Regions from separate parts of the Mus musculus genome. Here regions 1, 2 and 4 are each linked to region 3. A link is a contact called in public HiChIP or PLAC-seq and promoter capture Hi-C data. All regions are on one chromosome and are shown on one strand. The core of a region is the stretch at or near the end of the contact, and the rest is flanking DNA. Distances in the headings are between cores, read along the strand shown.

Evidence for each region. Promoter capture Hi-C pulls out the DNA fragments that hold promoters and counts their contacts. HiChIP or PLAC-seq counts read pairs in DNA pulled down with a chosen protein or histone mark.
Region 1: a promoter capture Hi-C map of the HPC-7 cell line shows a contact between it and region 3. The contact joins the promoter of Trem1 here to the promoter of Mdfi in region 3. A contact is called at or near these places in 8 of 39 promoter capture datasets (the C10 cell line, the HPC-7 cell line, HPC-7-derived erythroid cells and 6 more) and 3 of 115 datasets of contacts at active chromatin or transcription factors (the 230-238 cell line, bone marrow-derived macrophages and large pre-B cells).
Region 2: a promoter capture Hi-C map of the HPC-7 cell line shows a contact between it and region 3. The contact joins the promoter of Treml4 here to the promoter of Mdfi in region 3. A contact is called at or near these places in 16 of 39 promoter capture datasets (the 3T3-L1 cell line, 3T3-L1-derived adipocytes, the C10 cell line and 10 more).
Region 4: a contact with region 3 is called in a FOXA1 HiChIP or PLAC-seq map of pancreatic cancer cells. The contact joins the promoter of AI661453 here to the promoter of Mdfi in region 3. A contact is called at or near these places in 6 of 39 promoter capture datasets (embryonic stem cells, fetal liver, hippocampal neurons and 3 more) and 2 of 115 datasets of contacts at active chromatin or transcription factors (bone marrow-derived macrophages and pancreatic cancer cells).

What each region holds. Positions count from the first base shown.
Region 1 is chr17:48,231,310-48,234,558 of GRCm38.p6, reverse strand. Trem1 (triggering receptor expressed on myeloid cells 1) reads right to left here and starts at 1,820. Exons shown (of 4, transcript NM_021406.5): 1 at 1,716-1,820. The coding sequence starts at 1,764. Gm52308 (a long non-coding RNA gene) reads left to right here. Exons shown (of 3, transcript XR_003952373.1): 3 at 1-460.
Region 2 is chr17:48,262,516-48,265,621 of GRCm38.p6, reverse strand. It overlaps Treml4 (triggering receptor expressed on myeloid cells-like 4), which reads right to left and starts at 1,327. Exons shown (of 6, transcript NM_172623.2): 1 at 1,182-1,327; 2 at 637-990. The coding sequence starts at 1,242. The region is part of intron 1 of Gm52308 (a long non-coding RNA gene); the gene reads left to right.
Region 3 is chr17:47,831,851-47,834,810 of GRCm38.p6, reverse strand. It overlaps Mdfi (MyoD family inhibitor), which reads left to right and starts at 1,520. Exons shown (of 4, transcript NM_001276390.1): 1 at 1,520-1,867. The coding sequence starts at 1,792.
Region 4 is chr17:47,434,650-47,437,928 of GRCm38.p6, reverse strand. It overlaps AI661453 (expressed sequence AI661453), which reads right to left and starts at 1,290. Exons shown (of 5, transcript NM_145489.2): 1 at 980-1,290. The coding sequence starts at 1,124. It also overlaps a transcript of 1700001C19Rik not described here.

The DNA of each region.
Region 1 (3,249 bases), core at 571-3,070, 400 kb before region 3:
TCCACATCTAAAGCATCATGGGGGAACAGAAGAAAAAAAAACATTTCAGCATGAAATAATATTATTCAGATGGCTGGACATAATGACCCACACGCCTTTGATTCAGCACTAGGGAGACAGAGGCAGAAGGATCACTAGGTGAGTTTGAGGCTAACCTGGTCTACACAGACAGTTCCAGAACAGCCAGGGATATATATAGAGACTCTCTCAAAAATACATGGATTAGTTGGATCTTCTGACCTAGTAGTGCCCATCTGTAATCCAAATACCTAAGAAGCTGAGGCAGGAGGATCACCAGTTCAAAGACAACTTGGTTATAAAGTGAGACCCTGTCCTACTCTGTCATTGTTCCCATCCATGGATCTGTATGTCTCTAACATCAAAATGAACAGAGTCTGGGGAGCAGCTGCCTGGCAGATGGGAGGTCCTGGGTTCCACCCCCAGGACTGGAAAAAAAAAAGCAGTTAAGAGGATTTGCTTCTCTTGCAAAGGACAAAGTTTTGGTTCTTAACACCTACGTGGCAGCACACAACCATTGGTAACTCCAGTTCTATGGGAATCTGATGCCACCTTCTGGCTTCCTCAGGTACCAGACATGTATGTGAGACATATACATGTATGCATGCAAACACGTGTGCATATAAAATAAAAATTATTTTTAAAAGAATACAGCCATAAAAAATAAAATAAATTAAAAAAAAAAAAACCAAGCATAGAGCGCCTGCCTCCCTAAGTCACCCTCCTTATAGCTCAGCTCATCGGTCTCAGGGTCTGAGTTTCTGAGCGCAGGTGAAGCCTGGCCTATTTGACAGCCATATGCTTTGGAACAGTGGTTTTCAACCTTCCTAATATTGCCACCCTTTAATACCACTCATTAAATTGTGCTGACCCTCAACAATAAAATTATATAGTTGCTACTTTATAACTGTAATTTTGCTACCGTTTTGAATCGTAATGTAAATTTCTATTTCCCAGTGGTGGTCTTAGGAGATGCTTGTGAAAGGTCATGCGACCTCCATCCTAGGAGTCGAGACGCACAGGTTGGGGGCCACTGCTTTAGAGCTTCAGGGGGTTAGAGAGACCCCTCTGTTGGCAAAGCACTTGCTGCCGAGGCGTGAGGAACTGAGTGTGATCTCTAGCGTGCGTGTAGAAAGTCTAGTGCAGCTGCACACACTTCTGCTCCAACAGCAGAAAGGGAGAGACAAGTGGGTCCTTGAGGTATACTGGCCTAACAAATAAGTTAACCCAGGCTCAGTGAAAAACTCAAGAGCAAGGTAGATCCAATGCGCACTTTTAATATCTGTAGGTAATCAGGATGCAGAAGCAGAGAAGCTGGGCTAGATAGAGGTCCAGCCTGGACTACATAGCAAGTTCCAGCCATACAGGCTACATACTGAAACCCTGTATCAAAACAAAAACAAAAACAAAGAAAAGAAAAGAAAACAAAACAAAACCAAAAGAGCAGGGCAGTAGTGGTTCACACCTTTAGTCCCAGCACTCGGGAGGCAGAGGCAGGCAGATCCCTAAGTTCAAGGCCAGCCTAGTCTACAGAGTGAATTCCAGGACAGCCCTGGCTACACGAGAAACCCTGTCTCAAGGGGGAAAAAAATAAGGAACACACACACACACACACACACACACACACACACACACACACACGGCTTCTAATTTCGAGTCCAGAGAGACCACCTGCTCCCATCTCCCGCTTGCCTTACCTGAGACAAAGAACACGCACAGCAGTCCCCAGAGCCCAGCCTTCCTCATCCTTCAAGCTCAGCTCCAACGACTGCCTCTGTGGGCTGCTGGGACAGCTAGAAGACACCCTTGTACCCAGACTCTCTGGAAAGTTTCACAACAGGATGTGAGGCCATTCCTGGGAGGTAAGGTACTGTCACTGGCCACCCTGCGGGCTGACATCAGTAAGGAAGTTCAGGGGACTGTGCTCAAACCTCAGTTAAAGCTCTTGGGACCTCAGTTTCCTCTTCTCTGAAAATTATTTTCTTTTGTATTGTAATAATTTTGTGGGAGGGGGGATGGGTAGAATCCGCACCCCACCCTACCCCAGCCCATTTAGCTCCTGAGTAATTGAGACAGAGGCCTGTTGGATCTTTCCAACAAGCTTTAAAGCACTAGAACTGGGCAGATATTCACATTTTTTAACCCTCTATGCTATTTCGCTATTTCCCAGCCAAAGTTCCTTGCCATTCGGTCCTGCCTGGGCTGCTTCTGCTGTAACTGTCTGTCTTCAGGGCAAGCTTTTCTTGGCCACTTGCTCATGATGCATCCTGCCTCAGGCTGATGACCCCTCTCTCTTCTTTCTCCCTGTGGTCCCTACCTGTACAGGCTAGTTTTGTGTCAACTTGACACAGCTGGAGTTATCACAGAAAAAGGAGCTTCAGTTGAGGAAATGCCTCCATGAGATCCAACTGTAAGGCATTTTCTCAATTAGTGATCAAGGTGGAAAGGCCCCTTGTAGGTGGGACCATCTCTGGGCTGGTAATCTTGGTTCTTAAGAGAGCAGGCTGAGCAAGCCAGGGGAAGCAAGCCAGTAAGGAACTTCCCTCCATGGCCTCTGCATCAGCTCCTGTTTCCTGACCTGCTTAATTTCCAGTCCTGACTTCCTTGGTGATGAACAGCAGTATGGAAGTGTAAGCCAAATAAACCCTTTCCTCCCCAACTTGCTTTTTGGCCATGATGTTTGTGCAGGAATAGAAACCCTGACTCAGACACTACCTCAGACACATTCCCTTCCCCCACACACATTCCATCTCCCCACACACACTCCATCCCCGCCACACACACTACATTTGCCCACATACACACTACATTCCCCCCCACATACTTCATCCACACACACACACTTTATTCCCCCACCCACACACACTTACTTCTTCCCCACACACACATAGACACACACTCCATTCCCTGAAGGATGCACACACAGATACCACACACACGCACTACTTTCCCTTCCCTGCCCATACAACCTAATGCCCATGTCTGGACACACTCCATCACACATCCTGCCTTCCTATCTCCTCTGCCCCGTCATAGGCTCCAGCTTTTTATTAACCAACCATAGGTGATTGCGGAGTGTTCTTTACAGTACATCGGACGATACAAAGCCCACGTCCGGACTGTAACCTGATCTTGGAGTACAGAACTCAGCATCTGAACACACAGAGCGTGAGACCAATCCTAACACTTTCTGTCCTGTTTTTTGACGGGTTGATTGGTTGGTTTTTTGTT
Region 2 (3,106 bases), core at 78-2,577, 430 kb before region 3:
CCCCTGGTAAGGAAGACCTCAGGGGCCCTTGTGCCAGTAGAAATTTGTAACTCAGGTCTGCCTAAGTAAGAAAGCAAGTAGGAGGGCTGAAGAGATAGCTCAGCCATTGAGAACACAGATTCTTGCAGAGAATCTGAGTTTGGTTCCAAGCATCCACATTGAGTGGTTCACAGCAACTTATGACTCTAGCTGCAAGAGGCTCCTAGTCGCTGGTTTCCATGGGCACTGGCACACATGTGGCATGTGCCCATGAGTGCACATAATTTAAAATAAAAACATTTCAACTTTTTTTTTGAGACAGAGTCCCACTATGTAGCTCTGGCTGGCCTGGACCTCACTATTTAGACTAGGCTGGCCTCAAACTCAGATCCACCTGTCTCTGCCTCCCAAATGTTAGGATTAAAGTTACACAATGCTAGTGTAAACTAACTAAGAGTCAGAGAGAGACTCCAAGTGCCTACCCCATGAAACCTAAACATTCTTTCTCAATGAGGAGCCAAGCATGACCGAGATGGGAAACTGTCTCTCCTCAGTCAGATCAGGTGTCAAAATTAGGGGGTCACAAAGAGAAGGGATCAGGGATATGTATTGTGCTTGGTCTGTAGAAGAGGGTTGTATCCCCAAGAAAGGCCTTACCTGGCGACACCACCAGGCTGATGTTTCTGAGAACAGTTACTTCTCTGAGGGAAGGATAATATGGACCACACCAGTAGAACGCTGAGTCATCCTCTGTTAGTTGAGTCATGGTGATGTTGAAGAAGCCAGCTTCAGGATCATCCCAGATTGTGTGCTGTAATTCCCTGGCTGCTTTCCGAGGCTCAGAGGTAGTGACCACTCTCGTACATTTACTTGGGGCTGTTTGCCGACACCACGTTTTCAGCACATAGGACTCCTCCTTAGGCTTGTATTGGCACTGCACGGAGAGGCTCTGTCCTACCATTCTATGAAGCTCTTCAGATACTGTGGACCCCCAGACACCTGGACAACAAACTGTCAGGTCAGAGGTCAGAGCTCTAGCTGTATGCATTCGTTTCTGGGGCTAGGGAAGCCAAGAGGCAATGACTTCCAACACTCAGACGCACAACATGGCCCCAAAGCCAGCCCTGGTCACAGGGTCAGCCTGGTTCCTTGTCCTTTTATCTATCCCACCTCTCAAACCCTTGTACAGGGAATCATCTCACCTGAGGCCAGGAACACCAGCTGCACAGGGACCAGGAGCAGTTGTGAGTACCTCCAGGCCATACCAGTCCAGATTCTGTCAGTAGAGGAGAGGAGAAAAGGAGGAGACCTCTGAACTAGGCAAGTCTTCCCCTAAGTCTCATCATCTGTGAGATGTAAGAACCAAGGAAGATCAGAGCTTTGATTGGGGAAGTAGCCAGTCTGGGAAGGCGGGCTTATGGACCCATAAGAGGAACAGTGGCCAGGCCTGGACTGGGGACTCCTAACTGCAGGGTCCATCTCGTGGTTGACCTAGGTAGATAGGTTCTGTGGACACATGAGAGGAACAGTGGACAGGCCTGGACTGGGGACTCCTAACTGCAGGGTCCATCTCTGGCCCTCACTCTTCACCCCTGCTCATCCGTGTCCCATCTCAGCCATTCCACACCACCCACCAATCACACTCCTCCATTATTGCTACAAAAAAAAAAAAAAAGAACATTGTAGAAAACAATATGAGAAGTAAGAGGCCTGTTCCTCTTTTCTTTTTCCCTGAGAAAGGTCAAAGGTCCCTAGAGGTGTGCCCAGAGTCCTGGGAATCCCCATCACTAAGATAAGTCAGGGCCCTCACCTCCAGTATGTTGTCATCCTGGAAGGTTTGTAAGCCACCAGACTCCAATGCCAGAGTGTAAGGATGGTCCCTTGGAAAGGGGGAAGTGGGGCTACTGGGAGGTAGAGAACAATGAGAAAGAATTGTCAGAAGGGAAGTCAAGAGGGAGGGACCTCTTAAGGGTGAGAAAGGAAGCAAGGGAATTCATGACCATGTTAAAGGACATGTGAGTGGGAGAGTGAAACCTATGAGAAAAATTATCTCTCATTAACATCTCACCTGCAAAACTGTGTGGAAGAAAGGGTGACCCAGGCTGGGTCTCCAGGGTTTAAACCTAGCTCGACCAGAAAACAGGCTGCCTTTCACGGTCCCACAAACTGTCAAGATCTGAGAGACTGAAAGTGGAGTCAACAATCAGTAGCAACCAGTTAGGGAAGGTATATGCACACCACATCAAGGGAACCTCAGTCTTTCACTGGCGAGCCCACAGTAGCAGCTGGGATACCACTGGCTATCAGAACACCTAAATTCTTATTGGTCTTCATGCATCTGCTCCACTCCCAGGGACTCTAGGGACCTCCTATGTAGCAGTTGATGGATGGCAAAGCAAAGAATAAAAAAATCTAATGGCCCTGCCTTGTACTTATGAGGGAACCAGAAGTGTGGGATATAAACGTCATTTGTTTGAGTTGGTTTGCAGAGCTGGAAATCAAACCTAGAGCCTTGTACATGCTAGTAAGAAAACAGCTCGCCATTCCACCAAGCTACATCCCCAGCCAAAGCTTTAGTTATAAACTCAATCTTATCTTCCCTGAATTACTGAACCGAAGTATTGGAATCAAATTTTATTTTTTCTAACGTCGTCACACAAGAGACTGAAGCAGTTAAGAAAAAGCATGTGTTGCTTTTGGAGAGGGCCAGGGTTCAGCTCCTGACAACCATGTCAGGGGGGCTAACAACCACCTCTTACCGCAGTTCCAGGGGATCTGACGCTCTCTTCTGGCCTCCTCGGGCATCCATATGAACAAATCCACACAAAGATACATACACTTATTCATAAGTAAAAACAAGTCTTACACTACACAAGATATTTAGGAAAATACTTTCTTCTTCATGGAGAACATTGAGATGCGTCATTATACATTTGTCAGTATCCAGAGAGTGCAAGACACCAACAGCAGATCCCAAAGAAGCTAGTCTGAGCTGATGGTGCCATGTCAGTGTGAGTTTACCCAGTGTAGCAAATGCACACTGTTCTGTAGGGACAGTGCTGTAAAGGGAAGATCTGTGCATGGGGAAAGGCTGGGAGGGAAGGTTTTTTTGTCTGTTTGTTTTTGT
Region 3 (2,960 bases), core at 271-2,770:
GGGTGGGGCGCTTTGACATCCTCCTGGACGACCTAGAAACAAAGAGGCTCAAGGATTGCGTTAGTCCCAGAGGCCCTGATCTGAAACAGAAAAACTTAAAAAGGCGGGGCGCTGAAGCTAAGGAGAGACTGGGGAGCTGCTTTTGAAGGCAGGTGAGGCCCGGCCTACCGGCTCAGGTAAGCCGGGAAGAATGCAGCAGCCGCCAAACCCTCCCGCGGGCGCGTCGCAGTGACTCAGCCGCTACCAGGAAGGAGGAGTGCTCCCAAACTCTGCGACGCCCCCAGACAGCAGCCTGACCTCCGAGGCTCTAGGGCGCCAAGTCTCCCGCAGCGAGCATCTAGACGTCCAGGGCGGGACTCCCTCCCGTCCCACTTTCCCCCCAGCGCAGCCACCCCTGCCTATCCCCGGAACGTGGCCGAGGGCGGTGAGAGAGCTGCGGGCGCCGTGGGGGCCACGCGGGTCCCGGCCCCGACGGCGCCCAGAAGACCTACAAGAGCTGTAAGTAGTGACTTCGAGGACTGGGAGGCGACCGAGGGGGAGCTCCATCTTTGGCGTCCCAGCTTTCCTCTCGGTTGTAACGCAGGCTGAGAGGAGGTGTCCTGGCGCCGCCGCCTCCCTAATTAGCTCTGGTGGTGTGGACCCAGACGCCGCCGGGCTTGGAGGCAGCTCAGGTCCAGTGTGAGTCCCAGAGGGACTTCTCACCTGAGAATCACCTCCACGGACCTGCCAAGCCCCACCTGGCTGCCTACAAGCTCCTGGGGTCACTCTGAGGGTCTCCGAGCCCCCCCCCCACTTTTTGGTGACAGTTCCTCCGCACAGCCAGAGCTTACCATACCAGCCGGATCAACAGACTGGCCTCTCCTCAATTCCTTCTACACTCACCCTCGTGTGAGAAAGTTGGAGTGACAGCCTGGTGATGGGCAGTCTGTCTAAAATGAATTCCCGTGTCCAACTGGCACTGGCGGGGATGGCGGGCCTTGGGGGTGTTTTTGGCTGCTATGGGACCAGGAGGCTGATGCGACACCAGCCCAGCTTCCCGGAGAGCCAGTTTCTGACGGACTGAGCCCCTAACTCCAGGCACCCAGCTCCGAAATGGAAATCCAGGACTTGAACAAAGGGCACCAAAAGAACTAGATTGCTCTGATCTTCGGGACAACGCGATTTGAGGGCTACTACTATTCAGACCATTGTCCCAGGATGATTGTGACTTCTTTCTTTTGATATTCTGGAAACTTTTACAAAGTTTAAGACCGAAGGAAAACATGCGGCCCCTTGTGCAAGCCGCGAGGTTCTCCCGGCCCTGGGTAGGCGGAGATCTGGGGAGACTGGAGATCCTGGCTCTGAGCGAGGGGAGGAAACCAGACGAGCTGGCTTCCTGTGGGGGCTCAGGCCTCGGACGCCCCGCGGACAGACGTGTCCTGCCCTGGCAGCAGCGAGTCCCGCACGGGGGAGGGGACGCCTGAGGGGGGCTGAGACAGCGAGGAGGGGGCGGGGACGGGGTGGGCCAGGGAAGAGGGGAGGAGCGAGGGGGCTGGAACGAGAGAAGGAAGAAGGAAGGGGCGATCGGTGGGTGCGAGCTGGCGCTGGAATGGGAGCCAAGAGCGAGTGAGCGGGGAGGGGGCGCGGGCGACACCCAGGTGTCGCATGGCGGGGTCCACGAGGTGACCTGCCTAGGCCAGCAGCGCGCAGCTTGCACGAGTATGCGCTAGGGCACCCACTCCGTTTCCCCACGCACACGCGAGGGAGGCCTGCCCCGCCCGCTGAGCGCTGTTTTCTCCAGGTCCCAGGCCGATGTCCCAGGTGAGCGGTCAGTGCCCTTCTCGCTGCGACGCGCCTCATGGAGTCCCCAGCGCTGCCCTGGACCCAGGTAGGAGCGGGAATGGAGATCGAAGGTTAGACCAGAGTGGTGTGGAGGCTGAGAGAAGTTTTGGGGGTGGGGTTGTTGGTCCTCTTGGAGACGTACAGGCGGATGGCTCCCAGGAGCTTGGGTGGGGGTGGGGATGGGAAGTCTCAGTATTGGGGACCAGGTCCAAGGGGATAAGAGGGGAGTAGAGGGCTAGGGTGAGGAGGCAGGGCCCGGAGCAGGCGGCCATGGCTGTGCAGAGTTGGCTCCAACTCCCCCTAGCCCCAGCTACACACACACACACACACACACACACACACACACACACACACTCCGTGATGTCTGCGATGTCTGCCCATAATATTGGGATTTGTGGCCGAACCATTTCTGCCCAGTGTGTAAATATTTATGAGGGCCTTAGGCGGGGTGTGTGGCAGGGAGGGGGGGGCAGTGTCTGAGTCTCTCTTCTTCCCTTCCCCCAAACTAAGCAGAATGTAGCTGGAGCGCTCTTTGAAAACTTTTGTCTCAGCAACTAGTGGTTAGGAACCTGGCCCCTTCTCTCCTTCTTGCTAGCTGAAATTCCCTCCCGTCAGTCCCTACCCTACCCTATATGGGACTCACGCTGGCACACACACACACACACACACACACACACACACACACAATCTACAACGTAGTAAAATGTCCCTTCCCCCACCTCAGAGGCTAAACTACCCTGATTGCCCCAGGAGCCTACAGACTAAGGAAGAGAGTGTGGTTCCCTGGGGGCACCTCTGCCAATTTAGCCTTCCAACCCCCGGCCCTCACAGTCTAGAGTTTCCTAGAGGCTCATATGGACATCCAGATTCGTTCAGAGTCAGAGTGGCCAGGGTGCAGAGGTGTAGGCCCAGGTTTCCTGACTTAAGCCCCTATTTGGGCTCAGTCAGAGGCCCTGCCTTCCTCCCACCAAAACCAACCTCTCCTTTCCCCAACACTGTCAGTAATGAAAACCCAAGGTCATCCTGGACCTCAAACTCCCATCATGGCCTTGGACACGTTCTTTCTCCTGCTCTAGGCCTGGGTCTCCACCCCCACCTCTCGCCCCTACCCTGAGCCTCCGCCACCCAAGTTTGTCTCT
Region 4 (3,279 bases), core at 41-2,540, 400 kb after region 3:
TGCTGGTGAGAGATCTTTAGGTCAGGGAAAGGTGACATCTTGTTCTTGCCCTGGCCCCCAATGTAATCATTTGGGTGTTGAACAGAACTCCAAGTACCATAAAGGTGATGAGGAAGGCAGGTAAAACTAGGGAGTGATTGGTGACACACCCCTGTCTCCCACTTCAGACACCAGAAGCATGGATCAAAAACAAGAAGTGAGTACCGTTCCCCCATTTTCCCGGGGTTCCCCCCAGTTAAGAGTGTATAAACTGGAGATTGACAAAGAGATAGGAGTGTCCCATAGCCGGAGCTGGGGAAGGGCCAATTTATTTCCAGTAGTTTGCAAAGACACACCACCCTTGATTCAAAGGGTCCGCACTCTCCTCTGTCCCACCTCTGACTCTTCAGTCCGAGACCATAGACAACCCAGATCCAAGAGGACCTGGGCAAGAGCATGTGACACTCAGCCCCCTTCCCTCCCCACCCCCAACCAAACCAAACAAAGCTAATTTGATGTCGCAAATGGCTGGCAATCTGCTAACAGTGGCCTGCTCGCTGACTTTCCTTTCTCAAACAGAACGAACGGCAAGGGCACCTGAGGCAGGCTCTCTCTGCGGGACAGAGGAAGCGGAAAGGACTAGGGACAGACGTCTAGATCTCTGACTCAGAATGCGGATATGTGGTAGGAGACACAGCAAAGACAGCCACACAAACAGAAACCCTACCAAAGGTTATGAAGGGAGACAGGGAACGGCAGGTGAGGGCGGCAAGGATCGGCGGCCTCACTTCAGGGGTTCCCTGCACCTCTCTGACTCGGGCTGCCGCGCCTCCTTCCCCTTCCCAGCATCTCCTCAGCCGGTCCACAGGTTCCAACGTGTCCCTGCCCCAGCCCGCTTTCCCAGCGCCCAAGTGACGCCAGAGCCAGGAGGGAAGAGGCGCCACGGGGAACTCTCCCTTGTTTTTTTTTTTTTTTTTTCCCCCAGCCGGGGTGCACTCACCAAAGTCCCTGGTTCCCTCCTCTTGGGCCTCGTGGGTGAAAATCCAGGGTGGATTGGTGGCGTAGAGGGACGTGGTGGAGGGGTGGGCGTGCTTCTTCCCAAAGAGTTTGCTGAAAGTGCCCTGCATGGTCTGGTTCTTTTTCATGCTGCTGCAGGCCGATCTGTCCCCGAGGGAAGGACCTTCCGTCCCTAGGCCTGTCCTGCTCCAGACTGAACCCCGCAGCGTCTTCCCAGGGGACACTAGCAGGCCATGGTCCCCAGCCGCGCTCCCCGCCCGCGCACCCGGCGACAGGTGGTGCGGGCGCCGCCGCCGCTCGCCTGGAAATGCGAGCTACCTGGACAGGTAAGAGGCTGCCGCCCGGAGCCGGCCCCGCCCCGCCGCCCAACTCCCCGGGCCACATTCCTGCCTCCTTCCACAACAGCCTATTGTTGGCACCGTGCGCTGCGCGGAGGACCTCGCCCGGCCCACGCCCTGCTGGGGAGCAGAGCCGCCCCCTGCCGCGGGTTCCCTACCGGCACGCCCGATCCACCCCCACTTTTTTTTTTTTTTTTTTTTTTTTTCTGGACCAGGAAAAGCCCAAGGCGAGTTCCTTGAGTCTGTGAGCCCTTCCTGAGCAGATCAGGGTGGACAGTTTAGAAATGACTTGCATCCCAGAAAAGTACCTGCCTGGCCAAGCTAGCATGGCCCAGAGCATCCCGTGGGCCCTCTGACATGTGTGAGGGAGACTTCGATGAATACAAATGATGAATACACAGGAAGTTAGAGGCCAGGTAGAGTTAAGAAATTTCTGCACATTTTTTTTCCTTTTTTTTTTTTTTTTGTTGTTGTTGTTGTTGTTGTTGTTGTTGTTGTTGTTGTTTTTTTGTTTTTCCGAGACAGGAGTGCTGGGATTAAAGGCTTGTGCCACCACCGCCCGGCTAATTTCTGTACCATTTTTTGTTTGTTTGTTTGTTCGTTTGTTTTTGGTTTTGTTTTTGTTTTCGAGACAGGGTTCCTCTGTATAGCCCTAGCTGTCCTGGAACTCACTTTGTAGACCAGACTGGCCTCAAACTCAGAAATCTGCCTGCCTCTGCCTCGAAAGTTCTGGGATTAAAGGCGTGTGCCACCATCGCCCGGCTAGTTTCTGTACCATTAGAGAACACAGGAAGAAACTATCCTCATGGTTAGGCCTCCATATATATTAATATACTAATATATTAAATATTTAACATATTCAATATATAATTATTTTATATATTTCATATTGTTTCTTGTTTATTATTTATATTGTGTATATTATTAATATATTAAAGATAATATATTTAATACATTATATAGTGTGTATATTAGAGAGACCCTGCCATATATGTCATATACATACATGTATGTATTATGTATGTATGTATGTATGCATCTATCTATCTATCTATCTATCTATGTATGGCAGGGTCTGTCTATTATGTAGCCATTGCTGTCCTGAAATTTGTAGACCAGGCTGGACTTGAACTTATGACTATCTCAACTCTGTCTCCCAAGTGCTGGGATTAAATGCTCAGACCACCAAGCCCGATCTTAATGTATATTTCATGAAATAAAATTTAGTCTTTGGCAATTTCATACATAAACAATGTGTCTTGAGCATATCATGCAGGCTATCCCTCTCCCACTCTTCCCTCCCATCCCTTTCTCCTCTTCATCATCCCTCCCCGCCCCCCTTTAAATCTACTGGGTCTAGTTAGTGCTGCCTATCAGAAAGTTGACTGATCTCATTGGCCTGAGCCTGTATGGATAACCACATTGTAGTCTGTTTCAGAACACAATGACCACGTCATGCCCTGAACACAGCTCTAGAAAATTTGGTATTTTATAGACACCAGATTCTTCTCTCCTGGAATATTCTTTTGAGACAAAATGTTACTTTGTAGCTCTGGCTGGCATGAAACTTTCTATATAGACCAAGCTGGCTTTAAATTCATAGAGATCTGCCTGCCTTTGCTCCCAAGTACTGGGATTAAAGGTATACTGCATGCCTGACTATGAATGTAATTTTTAGAAACCAGATTTGGGGGGGCTGAGGAGATGGCTCAGAAGTAAAGAGCCCTGGCTGTCTTTTCAGTTCCAAGCAACCACGTGGCAGTGGATAGTGATCTGTAGTTCCGGTTACAGGGGATCAGATGTGTGCACTGCACACACACAGGCAAATACTCATACACATTAAAATTTTATATATATATATATATATATATATATATATATATATATATATATATTTTTTTTTTTTTTTTTTTTTTCCCCCAGGCAGGGTTTCTCTGTGTAGCCC